Regions from separate parts of the Cydia pomonella genome. Here region 1 is linked to region 2. Evidence: chromatin contacts called from public Hi-C data. All regions are on one chromosome and are shown on one strand. The core of a region is the stretch at or near the end of the contact, and the rest is flanking DNA. Distances in the headings are between cores, read along the strand shown. Region 1 holds the start of LOC133524965 (cleavage and polyadenylation specificity factor subunit 6). Region 2 holds the start of LOC133524955 (small ribosomal subunit protein uS9).

Evidence for each region. A called contact is a pair of places that touch in the nucleus more often than the background predicts.
Region 1: a Hi-C map of whole body shows a contact between it and region 2, with 5 times the contacts expected there. The contact joins the promoter of LOC133524965 here to the promoter of LOC133524955 in region 2. A contact is called at or near these places in 2 of 2 Hi-C or Micro-C datasets (both in whole body).

The regions. Positions count from the first base shown.
Region 1 is chr14:11,637,052-11,643,027 of ilCydPomo1, reverse strand. It overlaps LOC133524965 (cleavage and polyadenylation specificity factor subunit 6), which reads right to left and starts at 4,438. Exons shown (of 14, transcript XM_061861141.1): 1 at 4,284-4,438; 2 at 3,967-4,176. The coding sequence starts at 4,349. It overlaps LOC133524967 (a long non-coding RNA gene), which reads left to right and starts at 4,935. Exons shown (of 3, transcript XR_009800496.1): 1 at 4,935-5,257.
Region 2 is chr14:11,300,617-11,306,703 of ilCydPomo1, reverse strand. LOC133524955 (small ribosomal subunit protein uS9) reads left to right here and starts at 2,623. Exons shown (of 5, transcript XM_061861122.1): 1 at 2,623-2,709; 2 at 2,812-2,856; 3 at 3,322-3,453; 4 at 5,431-5,545. The coding sequence starts at 2,692.

The DNA.
Region 1 (5,976 bases), core at 3,189-5,688, 330 kb before region 2:
GATTGGTCACTAAACCGATTGTGTGTAACATTTTGAAATATATTGTAACACTGTTACATGGCCGAATAAATAAATACATATATCAAATACATTAAAGTCTTGCTGTCACCATTTAGATTTGTCGTACTAAAAGGGACAACGATTTGATAACTCTATCATGTGTCAAAAACAGTATTATACAGATATTTACAAATTTATTTTGAGATTAAGACTGAATTGTTGGGACCATATTATTAATGTAAGTATTTAACGTCATTGCGTATTCTAAGTCTACTATAGTAGTCTAATCCTAGTTTTAGAGCAAGAATGCACAATCAGTTTTCAGCAACATAAAAATGTATTGAAAATTTTAATTGAATACATTATCTCTCCAAGTCTTGCTTGTTGCCCGACAGAACTAGCAGTTAAAACGACGCTATAAACAATGAAATTGATTACTATTTTGAATGAAATTGATACCAATTTTAAAACTTAATATAAACGATACGATATTAAATGATACCATAAAAATATTTGAACGTTTTGTAAATTACCTCACTTTAAAAAAAAACTATTATTCAATTGATATGAAAAACTAACACATGTTTTATGAAGGCAAATCATACCATGAACATACCTACATAATAAACGAAGTCTACAATTAGGCTATAAGGATAACTGGTGTTCTTAAAAACATCTACATCCCTTTAAAAGAAAACTACCATAAAAATACACCACATTAAGGAACAACAATAAAGATGTAAATATCTCTTCTATTCACATTAAAAGTGTTTCAAAACACTAGTCATTTAACAGCAAATTCGTTTTAAATATTTAAAAACATACAGCAACTACAATATTTTGTATGGTATATTACTAATGAAATCTTTAAGACGAGAAATTACTTTTACTAGTAAATATTTGGTAGATATTTATAAATGTCTGCTAGGTCACGGACAATCTTTTTTTACCTGCTTTACACATTTTTTTGTTACAATTTAGCAATTATATTAGGTCATAATAAGGCCCAAGACAGTAATATTTAAAAAAAAATGAGTTCTAAAATGTCTATAATATCATTGAAAATGATGTGCATGGTAGCTTTAGGTAAGTGCCAATTTATATACGAATGTTCCCTCATAGTTGAAATTTTCTAAAGTTAGTCATTGTACAAGTGCAAAAGGAAAGTGTATATCATCTATTATAAACACTAACAATTATTATATACGTTCTTAGTACAGATATAACAAAAAAATTAATAAACCATGAGACCTGGCAAGTTAAGTCATAAATGTTTGAAAAAACCCATAGACAAACAATTACTACATCGAAGTTAGATTTATATGGTATATCAGAACACAGTTTACCACTAATAAACCCTAGTTTTAGACATAATTTAAGCAAAAATATTGCATCCCGATAAGAGATTCTGTCATGACACAGTTACTGACCATTTGCCACCTCAAAGCAATGATATTATTATAAGGTGTACGAATAGTCAATGATGTGTGTTGCCATAAATACTGCAGGTATAGTTGTGCTGTTCTAGAGTGGCATATCTATAACTGCAGGGCATTTCATTTCGCTTAAAATTATGCATCAATAATGCTTTTATTGAAATGTTTACTCTTTTTATAAATATTTGTTATTGGCTTAAGTAAAAATAATAAAAAAATAAAAGGATTGGCACAAGTTCATGAACATCCTTGCACACATAAGTCCAAGCAAAGATTAATTGAAATCTTTGATACAAGCAAGAACATAGTATTAGTACCAAATCTAGAAAATAACTCCTAAAATATATAAATAGATAACTGTTCCACAAAAATCCAAAGTTGCAAATTGGTAATAGCAATATTACATTCCTGAGAGAAATGAGCTAATGTTTAGTGATAAATTGTCTTGTACATGTTTTTTTTAATGGAATAACTTGAGTTTTTACTAATGGTATATTATTTGCTAGATGTTGGGCAACATCATAAATTCCTCACTTAAAGGGGCCATACAGACACAAAAACACATAACTTATATGTTCTGTTCTAAAAGTTAGAGCTCTTAAAACCAGTATCAGTGATATTTTTTTAAGGTTGACATTCACTTTTAAGAAGAGAAAAGATAAATTGAAGTGTTCATATGACCTCTATGCTTTTTGTGCAAATACAATATTTGTTTAACACTCACTGCATGGGGATGTAAAGCAGTGAATGTCTTAGGGTGTTACCAAACCAAACTTAGGGGTTACCAAGCAACATCTTATACTATTAACACATTCACTGCCGGGAACCCACCAGGTGGGCGCTCGTGAACTTTGTTCAGATGCCGGACAACCCGCTGGGTGGGTTGTTTTGTACGCAGCTATAGACCACCGGTTTCTGGGGTAGTGCGCCGTTTTTTGTCTGGCAGTGAATGTGTTAATCTGTCTTATTGAGACGTAAAAATGTATATACTATACATATAGTATATACGTTTTCAACCAAAAATACTTTGAGTAAGATGCATAAAATCTTAGACAATTTCATGCTTCGAATTTGATAGGTAAACATGATGGAGCTGTACAGCTTCATACATTTTGCTGTAAGTCTGATTGTCAAGTTTATGTTTGACAATTCAGTGACCTCAAAAAATATGGCGGAGGCCAGCACCATCTGTTTTGGATATCAAACTAAGGGACTTGACTTTTACCTCTCTATCACAATCAATTCTCTTTTTTACACATCAGTTTACTGACTGGTTTGGTAACACCAAGGGCCTTGTGCATATTATTTTACAGCATGTAATATAAGCCAACACCTCTTTCCTACTCCTTTTTTTAGAAAGATACTTTAGCTTGTAATACCAATAAGTTGTAAAAAATATGTATCAGGCTTCAAGTGACATGATGTTAAATTTTATCAGCAAATTTTAAAAGGGACAATATACCTAAGCCTTATTTCAGTGAAAAACATCCCTTATTCCTGAACTTAGGTAAAAAAGCAAAAACAAGTTATACTGGTAATTTTTTTTTATGCAACAATTTTTATCATATGGGAACCTGCCTTAAAATTTGTCACCTAGTCTTCAGTTTTTCTTTCTAGGGCTGCCAATGTCATAGACTGGTTAATGTTAAGGCAAGTTACCCTATGATATTGTACACTAAATTAAATTATTACAGAAGTATTAATCACACTTTTATAAAATGTTTTGTACTTTAAAACTAAAACTGATCAATGTTTGATATAGCTACTATTGTTTACAAATAATAAGTTAAAATTTTTTCATGCCCTATTAAGTTATTTTAATCACAAAAACAAAAATGCTTTGTTCAAATGTAAAACTTGTTTCTGCTTGCTATAAACATAGCATTACTTTAACCCACATGAAAATAGCATCTACTAAGGACAAATAAATTTATATCAATACCCATAACACGCAATCATGCATATCACTATGTGAACTCTGATTAACCTTTAAAACAAAAATATGTATAAATTTACACTATATTTGTTAGAATCAATTTAGTATAATGATAATCTACTTCACAGGGTTAAAGATAATGTATCTGCATGTATTTTTCCCCAACACGAAAATTACTGTATATCCATCAAAACAATAGCTTAATAATAAAGTATTAAACAGTGAATGTTCCCTCATCAGAAAAAAACATCACCATGAGGATCATTCACTATTGGAAGAGGTAACCAAATGAAATGCTTTAAAACATAACGATGGATCGTAACAAGTTTGTCACAGTGCCAAATGGCCATCAGTGTTTTAACAACATGAAACGTCAATATAAAATAATTTCTTTACGAAAGTAACGACATAAGTCATGAATATTAACACTTAGAATTACTAGTAACATGCTAAAATACACAAAAAAACATTAGTTTTCATAAATTGTGACGCAGTATAAAATGTATAAATCTAAACATTTTCATTTAATTACCACTTCTACATAGTCTTATATTTACAATACTGATCTAAGATATAATAAATTCAGGTACAAACCCAAGTGAGATTTCCGACGTAAAGCTGTGCCCGGCGGCCGCCATGATGCCCGTGGTTTGATACGTTGTGATAAGGAGCATTGCCGTTGGTCTCCTCCGGAGGATGCTGCGACGGCGGGGCATTTGGTGGTCCATCTCCTTCTTCTGGCTTCGATGCTGGCGCAGAAATTACGTCGTCGTACAGATCCACATTCTCACCTCCGAACTCATCCTGAAACATGCCGCACATTCGCATTACGTTGTGGTGTTTAGTTTTTTCCGAAGTTTCATTTCTCTTTCAAAGATAAACAACAAATTAGTTTGCTAAAATAAGCTTACCTGTCTATTAAAATCCGATTCTATATCGTCAGCGTACAAATCTATATCGACGCCTCCGTCCGCCATTTTGACAATGACTAGAGGGGCAAGGCAAGGGCCGGGCCGCAGGGAGCGGCAGACGGCCGTGTTTATCGAAGTAGCAAAGAACCGGAAATGTGTAGTGATGTATACTTGTCAATGCCAACTTGCCGATAGACAAGAAACAAAGCAATATACTTAAATCGTTGCATTTGTTTGGGATAATAACCGATTATGTAACAACGAATGCGCCATTGTTTTAAAACTATATCAAACACTGAAATCCATTCAGACCAAGCTCTGCCAAACACAATTGATAGCCGATTTATTACAGGTACGTCACTATCATAATGTACCAGTCGTACCAATATGACGGCAACGACAATATTGTTGCCAACGCAAAAAAGGCAGGCGTTCTGTTATAGCGGCATCTATAGGAATTTATTAGAAAATCATAACAACCAAGATGCATTGTCAGAATAGCGCCATCTAGTACAACTGGAAGCAATTTGTTAAAGAGCAACGTTTGTTTGTTATTGTTCTAGTGCTGCCCTCACTGTAGAATTGAAATAAAACAACATCGATGGCATGCGCGGGTAGCGGGCGGGAGGTACGTCAACCATCCCTCGCCATTTTCCGTCAAGCTCACTCAACTCAAGTTAGGTTCTGTCAGTCGCTGTGTTTGTGTATTGTGTTGTGAAAAATTATCCGTATCGATGAATATCAATGGGAAATCCTGCTGATTACGACGCCAAACGATGGGTCGATTGTTGTGTTTGTGGCTTTAATGCATTGTTCGAGCAGTGATGATGGCCAAGTGAAGTGTTTTGTGTCGTATGCTGGGTTGTCAGCAACAGTGAGATCCTTTCTCTGGATATATCGTCCTCAAGACGACGTCGGATCATAACACGGGAAGGTGACACACCATGTCGGCAAAAAACATCCCAGGAGATAAGGTAAGTGTTGACTGAACCCCTAGTACTAGTCTGCATAGCTGGGCGTAAAGGTCAATTCTTTTTGTTTATTTCAGTCACCACTCGCTCCTTTCTCTTTGCGTCGCGTTTACAAAACTGTCCCAAATTTATTTTTGTGATGCTATAAATTTTGTTTCTCCAATTAAAATGTGTAAAGCCTGCAGGTTATCTTAGCTTACTAAACAAAACATAGTTATTCGAAGCTTTCACTTGATTGATTGGAACTAGTTGCTCATTAAAAGTTGTTATCATTAAAACTACATTTGCTAATTCCAAAGTAAAATATTTCATTTTCAAAATTTTACTTACTTTCCTGTCAAAAAATGTTATTGTCTTATAAGAAACTATAATTGTGTAGATAGCTTATTAAAAAATGTGTTGATAAATAGATTAAAGTATAGATTGTTGCTCTTTACAATGAACTAGTGCCTATACAAATTCTTGGAATTAGTTGCAAAGCAAGGCTCCCATGAGCCATGGCAAAAATGTGTGGACGTGAGAAAGATGATTAGATAACTGTGACAAAACTGACTAACACTTGTGGAATATTTTAAAGCACTAATATAAAAAATTTTAAAAGTCACATACCAGGGCTAATTGAATCACATTTCAATATAGGTGCTGTTTATCAATTTAAACATTCCTTGGAACACTCATACTTGCTAATCAATATTGTCATAAATAGTGTTTTATACTTTCAC
Region 2 (6,087 bases), core at 1,374-3,873:
TTCCTTTAGCATTTAGTGGTGTAGTTCTATATTCCACTATGATTCATTCTCGGTGACGCATTACTATGTGTAGGACAAAAACTTATTGCAGCAAAAAGTTGTAAGAGGTTTCCCGAGTCTTGATAGCGGAACTCGCACCTCGCCGTGCCGTATAGAAGATATTGTTTATTTAGATATGTATTGTATTTTTCATGTACTATTGAAATGACCTAACATTCTATAGGTAGAAGGTACTCAATTAAAATTGTAGGAATATTTGAATATGAATAATATTAAATTATAATAGTACGTTAGCCATGAAGTTCTAAACAATCATTTTCATAACTACTACATTCCAATATATGTTTAAGATGACAGCAAAATATTCATTACATACAACTGGAAATATTTAGGTAAATACATACATATTTAGATATGGATATCTTGGTAACACAATATCGCGTGCCAACATTTTGTCATCAGAATCGAAGCTATAGCAATTTAAAAGCTAAGGGCATTGGTATGATAAACAAGTCGGCAATGCAGCTTAAACAATGTAGATGTCTGAAACATCAAACAAAATTCCATATCAATCCGTTTACGTCCAACATTACTCTTATTAAACCTGTGTGTGTTTTTTAATTGTTATGGAGTACCATACCAATTTAATACGCAGTAGCGTAGGTACTACGTACATAATTTCTTATTATTTAAATGAGGATCCCATGGAAATATTCTTACAAATAGGTAGGCATCTCAGGTTCCGGTATACCTAGGTATAGGTACAATACCTACTTACGGTGTCCTGCGTAGTCATTTAGGGGTTTATACTCATATCATAGGTGTGGTATGTATACTTATACCATTTACCATTAGGTATACCATACCTATTTACCATTAGGTATGTAAAGATATTTTCTCGCGACTGTCTGAACTGTCACCTTGCAGCAATTTGCATGTAATAACTAATTTGAAACCTGTTTACATTATAAAAGCTAGCCTTACCTTACACTTTTGCCTGACCCTTTTAGCTGAGAATTTAATTATTTTTCATTAGCGCTTACCTTGCGACTTAGCCGCGCGGTTTTCCCGTGGTATTTCAAGGAACGATAGTCCTGACCTGACTAATGAATACTACTTTACTTACTTACCACACGAATGGGTTCTCATTGTTAATAAAAAAAATTAAAATAAAACATTAATGCTTACGAGTAGGTAATAAAATACTATTGTTTAAAAAATTTGTTAGTAGGGTATCCATTAGATAAGATAAAGATTATCTTAAGAGTGCACTTGGCTTTTGAACATCAGAGGGCCTACCGCGATAACTGAAATTCGCAAATTGTGGGGACGTATCTCTTTTACTCCAATGAAGGCGTAGAGTGACAGAAAAAGATGCCTACAATTTGCGAACTTCGATTTTCGCGATTATGGCCAATTCAAAGACGTATCTACCTATAACGTTTGACATTTCAATACTTGCCTAGCTCTAACAAGGTTTATAGTTAAAGGTCTATTAGTAAATTCTGGGCACTTAATTTTATTGGGTTGGAGCATCGACTTTATATATCTATGGGTAGGAGTATTTTATACTTTCCTTTTCTTAAACTAAATCCCTAGGAAAGGAGTGGAGAAGAAAGTTTTCTTGCACTAGTTTCTGATACCGCGTACCTGGCAAGGAAATCCCACCTTTTTTAGAACTTTGTCGCTGTGACATTGTCATGCCTAAATAGGAAATAGGTACTAAACACATGTCCATCTAATATCAAACCTATCAAACTCATATGACAAAATGGTTACTAATAAGTAGGTACTATCAAAAAAGTTTAAATTAGGTAGAATGTCCTGCTTAGGTAGGTTGGTACTACTGGTAAGGTACCCACTGTTAAATCGTGGTATTATTATTCATTATGAAAAGAGGTGTGCCTATAAACTCATTTACCTAAGTAGTTACCTAATTTAACTATTTAAGGTACAATTTTATTAGCACGTTATAATTATTCGGGTCAATCATTAGATATCTAATTATGAATAAATATTAACTTACCCTCAACTTTTTAGGCAAAATCAAATCCAAAGTATTTGCAACCGGCATGAAAGTACAAGCATTACATAAACAATAATCCACAAATTTCTCTTTGAATATAATAAAACTTTGTTTCACACTGTTTTGCAGTTCTATTGCACTTGCGCGGGAACAACTTTTTCACATCTCATTGTAAAGGCGTTTGTAATCTGAGTATCGCACCGCACGACTCAACACCGGCGAATACGTTCGTCGAATACAAAACAATAATGTACCACGCTAGTGACCATGTCGGATGATTCACGTAAATAATAGACAGTAACGCCATCTATTAGAAACTATGCATACATATTTTTCTACCCCATCTAGTGTTAAAAGTTTTTCGTTTAAGTTCTGCTATTCAACAATAGATGGCAATATGATGTAGTGCTGCCAGATGAGAAATATGGTGGTGTGATATTACGTTATTTTCCGAAGTATTTATAGATCTATATCAAATCTATATTCTGGAAGTAAATTGTTTTATTTTTGACATAGTATTTACTTTTCATTTACAATTGTTACTTTTTGATTTGTATGTTTTTTTTAAATATATTATTGATAAGAATACCCATTATAATTTTACTTGATTAATTACGATTGGGGTAGTGTATGGCACAACACTAGCTAGTTCTTTCTCTGTCAAAATGGCTGCCGCGCAAGAGGTGTGTGTCTTTCCGTTAAAATAATTTGCGGAAAAGCAATCGTATTGTGTTATTTTATTGGTTAATTAGAAGCAATGACTAATTTATTTAACGTGTTTTCAGGCAAGACGCGAACCAATTCAGGCCGTTCAGGTCTTTGGCCGCAAGGTAAGTGTTGTTTCAATCCCGTCCACGTGTTGATGCCGATTTCCTTAGTTTTTAAAGTATGAAATGCTTGAAATTTTCCTTTAATCTCAAATTTGTCTGATTTTTAAATAGCTCATCTGTTGTTTTATGAAATATCTGCGAATTGAATCCTTTCTTGCCTTTAACCGTCATAACCTATACGTTGTATGACAGTATTTTATCAGAAAGGAGAGTATAGGATTGCGTTGTACCAGCCATCTCAGAAATCATTTCTGTGTTGGTCTAAACGGAAACAACATTGTCGCACGATTTTTATATTACTGCAAATGACGACAAGCGTCTAACGCTAACTAACCTCTTGCTGGCATTTCATATGGTTTGTGTTGTGAATCCTACTATTTCTGGCTGATAGAGGCCTAGTCGTAGTTAGTCGTACATATTTATTTTGTTATAAAAAAAGGTTACATTTTATACAACAATTTTCAGAAAACTGCGACCGCAGTAGCATACTGCAAGCGCGGACACGGTGTGCTCCGCGTCAATGGCCGCCCGCTGGATCTGGTGGAGCCCCGTCTGCTGCAGTACAAATTGCAGGAGCCCATCCTATTGCTCGGCAAGGTGAGATACATACATAAGTCGTAGCTGAGAGTGAGAACTAACCGGCCTATCCTATTATACATTTGTTACAAGATCAAACATGACCATGAGATTTTTCATAATTCTTAACTACTACCCGGTATAATTATTACTTAAACGGTCTATTATATTTATAAATTTTAGCTCTCCTGCAAATAATTGTTGTATATGCATGCAGTGTACTTGACGACTGGTCTGGCCTAGTGGGTAGTGACCCTGCCTATGAAGCCGATGGTCCTAGGTTCAAAAATTCAAATTCAAAAATTTATTCTTCAAGTAGGCCTCAAGGGCTCTTTTACAAGTCAATACAACATTTATAGTAACATCATATAGTGACATGAAAAATACATAACAACATTTTATAAATACAACAGCCAATACCTGGGTAAACATTACATTATAATAATCTTAAAATAAATAATTACTACAATACAATAGAGATGTATAGTCTCTATGGTTAAAAACACATTAAATCTGGAGATGTAAAAGGTCCCCAATGTCAGAGTACTAATACTAATAAAATTTGGAGGTGTAAAGTGTCAAAATAAAATTTATACTAAATAAATAAACCGCGTCTGGACTGTTAAACTAGCAGTCTCATAAACTAATGCTACAATCTGTACATAACTAGTATGTACCAAGTCAAGTATATTATATATTCGAATTTGTGGTTTGAAAAGTTCATGTGATGAGCATATTTGTTCCTGAGTCATGGGTTTTCCTTTTTTTATACTACATCGGTGGCAAACAAGCATACGGCCTGCCTGATGGTAAGCAGTGTCCGTAGCCTATGTACGCCTGTAACTCCAGAGGAGTTACATGCGCGTTGCCGACCCTAAACCCGCCCCCCCTCATTGAGCTCTGGCAACCTTACTCACCGGCAGGAACACAACACTATGAGTAGGGTCTAGTGTTATTTGGCTGCTGTTTTCTGTAAGGTGGAGGTACTTCTCCAGTTGGGCTCTGCTCTAGATCTGGAATGACATCCACTGGCTGTGCCCTACCACACAAAGCGACATGACATTCACAATGCCCATACCTCTCTTTTGGACGTAGTTTAAGGACGTACCCGGGTCCAATCGGGCCCGGGTGTCTTTTATGTACTTAAATATTACATTTATCGTTGTCCGAGTACCTACAACACAAGCCTTCTTGAGCTTAATGTGGGGCTTAGTCAATTTGTGTAAAAATATCCAATATTTATTCATTATTATTTAGTGTAATATGAGAGGGGACCCAAAAGTAATGATAATCAGTATGAAAGACACATCTCATGTTTAAAGACATATTTGTTTTTTAATTTAATCTCCTAGTAAGTTTAGACACATAGACTATCATTTCTCTAGACCTTCTGTCTAAGATCTTACTTCAGCAGCTGCGAAAAGGGGTAAAAGATGCTGGGGGGCTAGAACCGCCGAATATGGTAGGGGGTCTTTCTGGGTACCCCACAAGTGGAGGACTTTTTCATGTGTAATTCATTAAGTTTGTTTGAATACTGCCAATCCTCATTTCTTGTACTAGTCAGTATTCTTTCTTTGTCCTTACTGGCCTTGGATTAGTTTTTGCTGTATGGCGATGTCTTTGTATGTGAGAGATTGTTATGTCTTGTTTTTTGTCCCCAAAAATTGTGGCAGAATGGAGCTTTTTGTTTGTGATGAAATTTAGATTTTCATTTTTCTCATGTAAAATATAATCTGCAGCTAGAAAGACATGCAAGTAGCATTAGACTTTTTTTATTTATTTAATAGAGGACAAAAATACAAGTTTGACAGAGTGGTCACAAAGAAGACAACGAAAATAATTTTGACCCATGATATATATCTGATGATGATCAAACTTATTCCGAACCTGAGTATCTTTGGATGTGAAGTAAATGTACATATCTGATTCTTTCCTTAACTAAAACATCCCACCACTTATTTTTTACAGTTTAATTATAAAGAATTTTATTCATTTCAGGAAAAGTTCTCTGGTGTGGACATCAGAGTGACAGTGAAGGGTGGTGGTCACGTGGCCCAGGTGTACGCCATCAGACAAGCCATCTCCAAGGCACTCATTGCTTTCTACCAAAAGTGTAAGTTCACATTGTAGAAAATATTATTAATGCATTGGTAATAGATATAATAGTCATATTACATTTTAATAACACAACGTTCGAGATTTAAAATGGGTCCAGTATATATAAAAGACTCACCTGTCATCGGCAAATCAGATGAGCTAACTAAAGTATTTTTTAAAGAATGTCTTATCATCTAAGTCAATGATCCCTGCCAGTTATTTTTTTTTAACAAAGTTGAGTATTAAATGCATTGTTCGACAACTTTAAGAATCAACTATTCCAAAACTTTGTGCAATGGTTTGCTATAATGATTATGGTTGAATAACATTTAGTTTAAGGACCCTTTCTTTCCAAAGCTGGCTCGCCCCATGCTTGTCAGTCATTTCAGGGAAAGGAGATAATTGTGACATTTACCAAGCGACATGAGCCCTCCATGCCATGCCAGTTTGAAATGTGCACTACAATTTTATTATTGTATCTATATTCTCTCTCTCTATCTAGGTAGTCTTATCTCGCCGCGAGATACTGTCGCGCCAATCATGTGCTAATTTAAATAT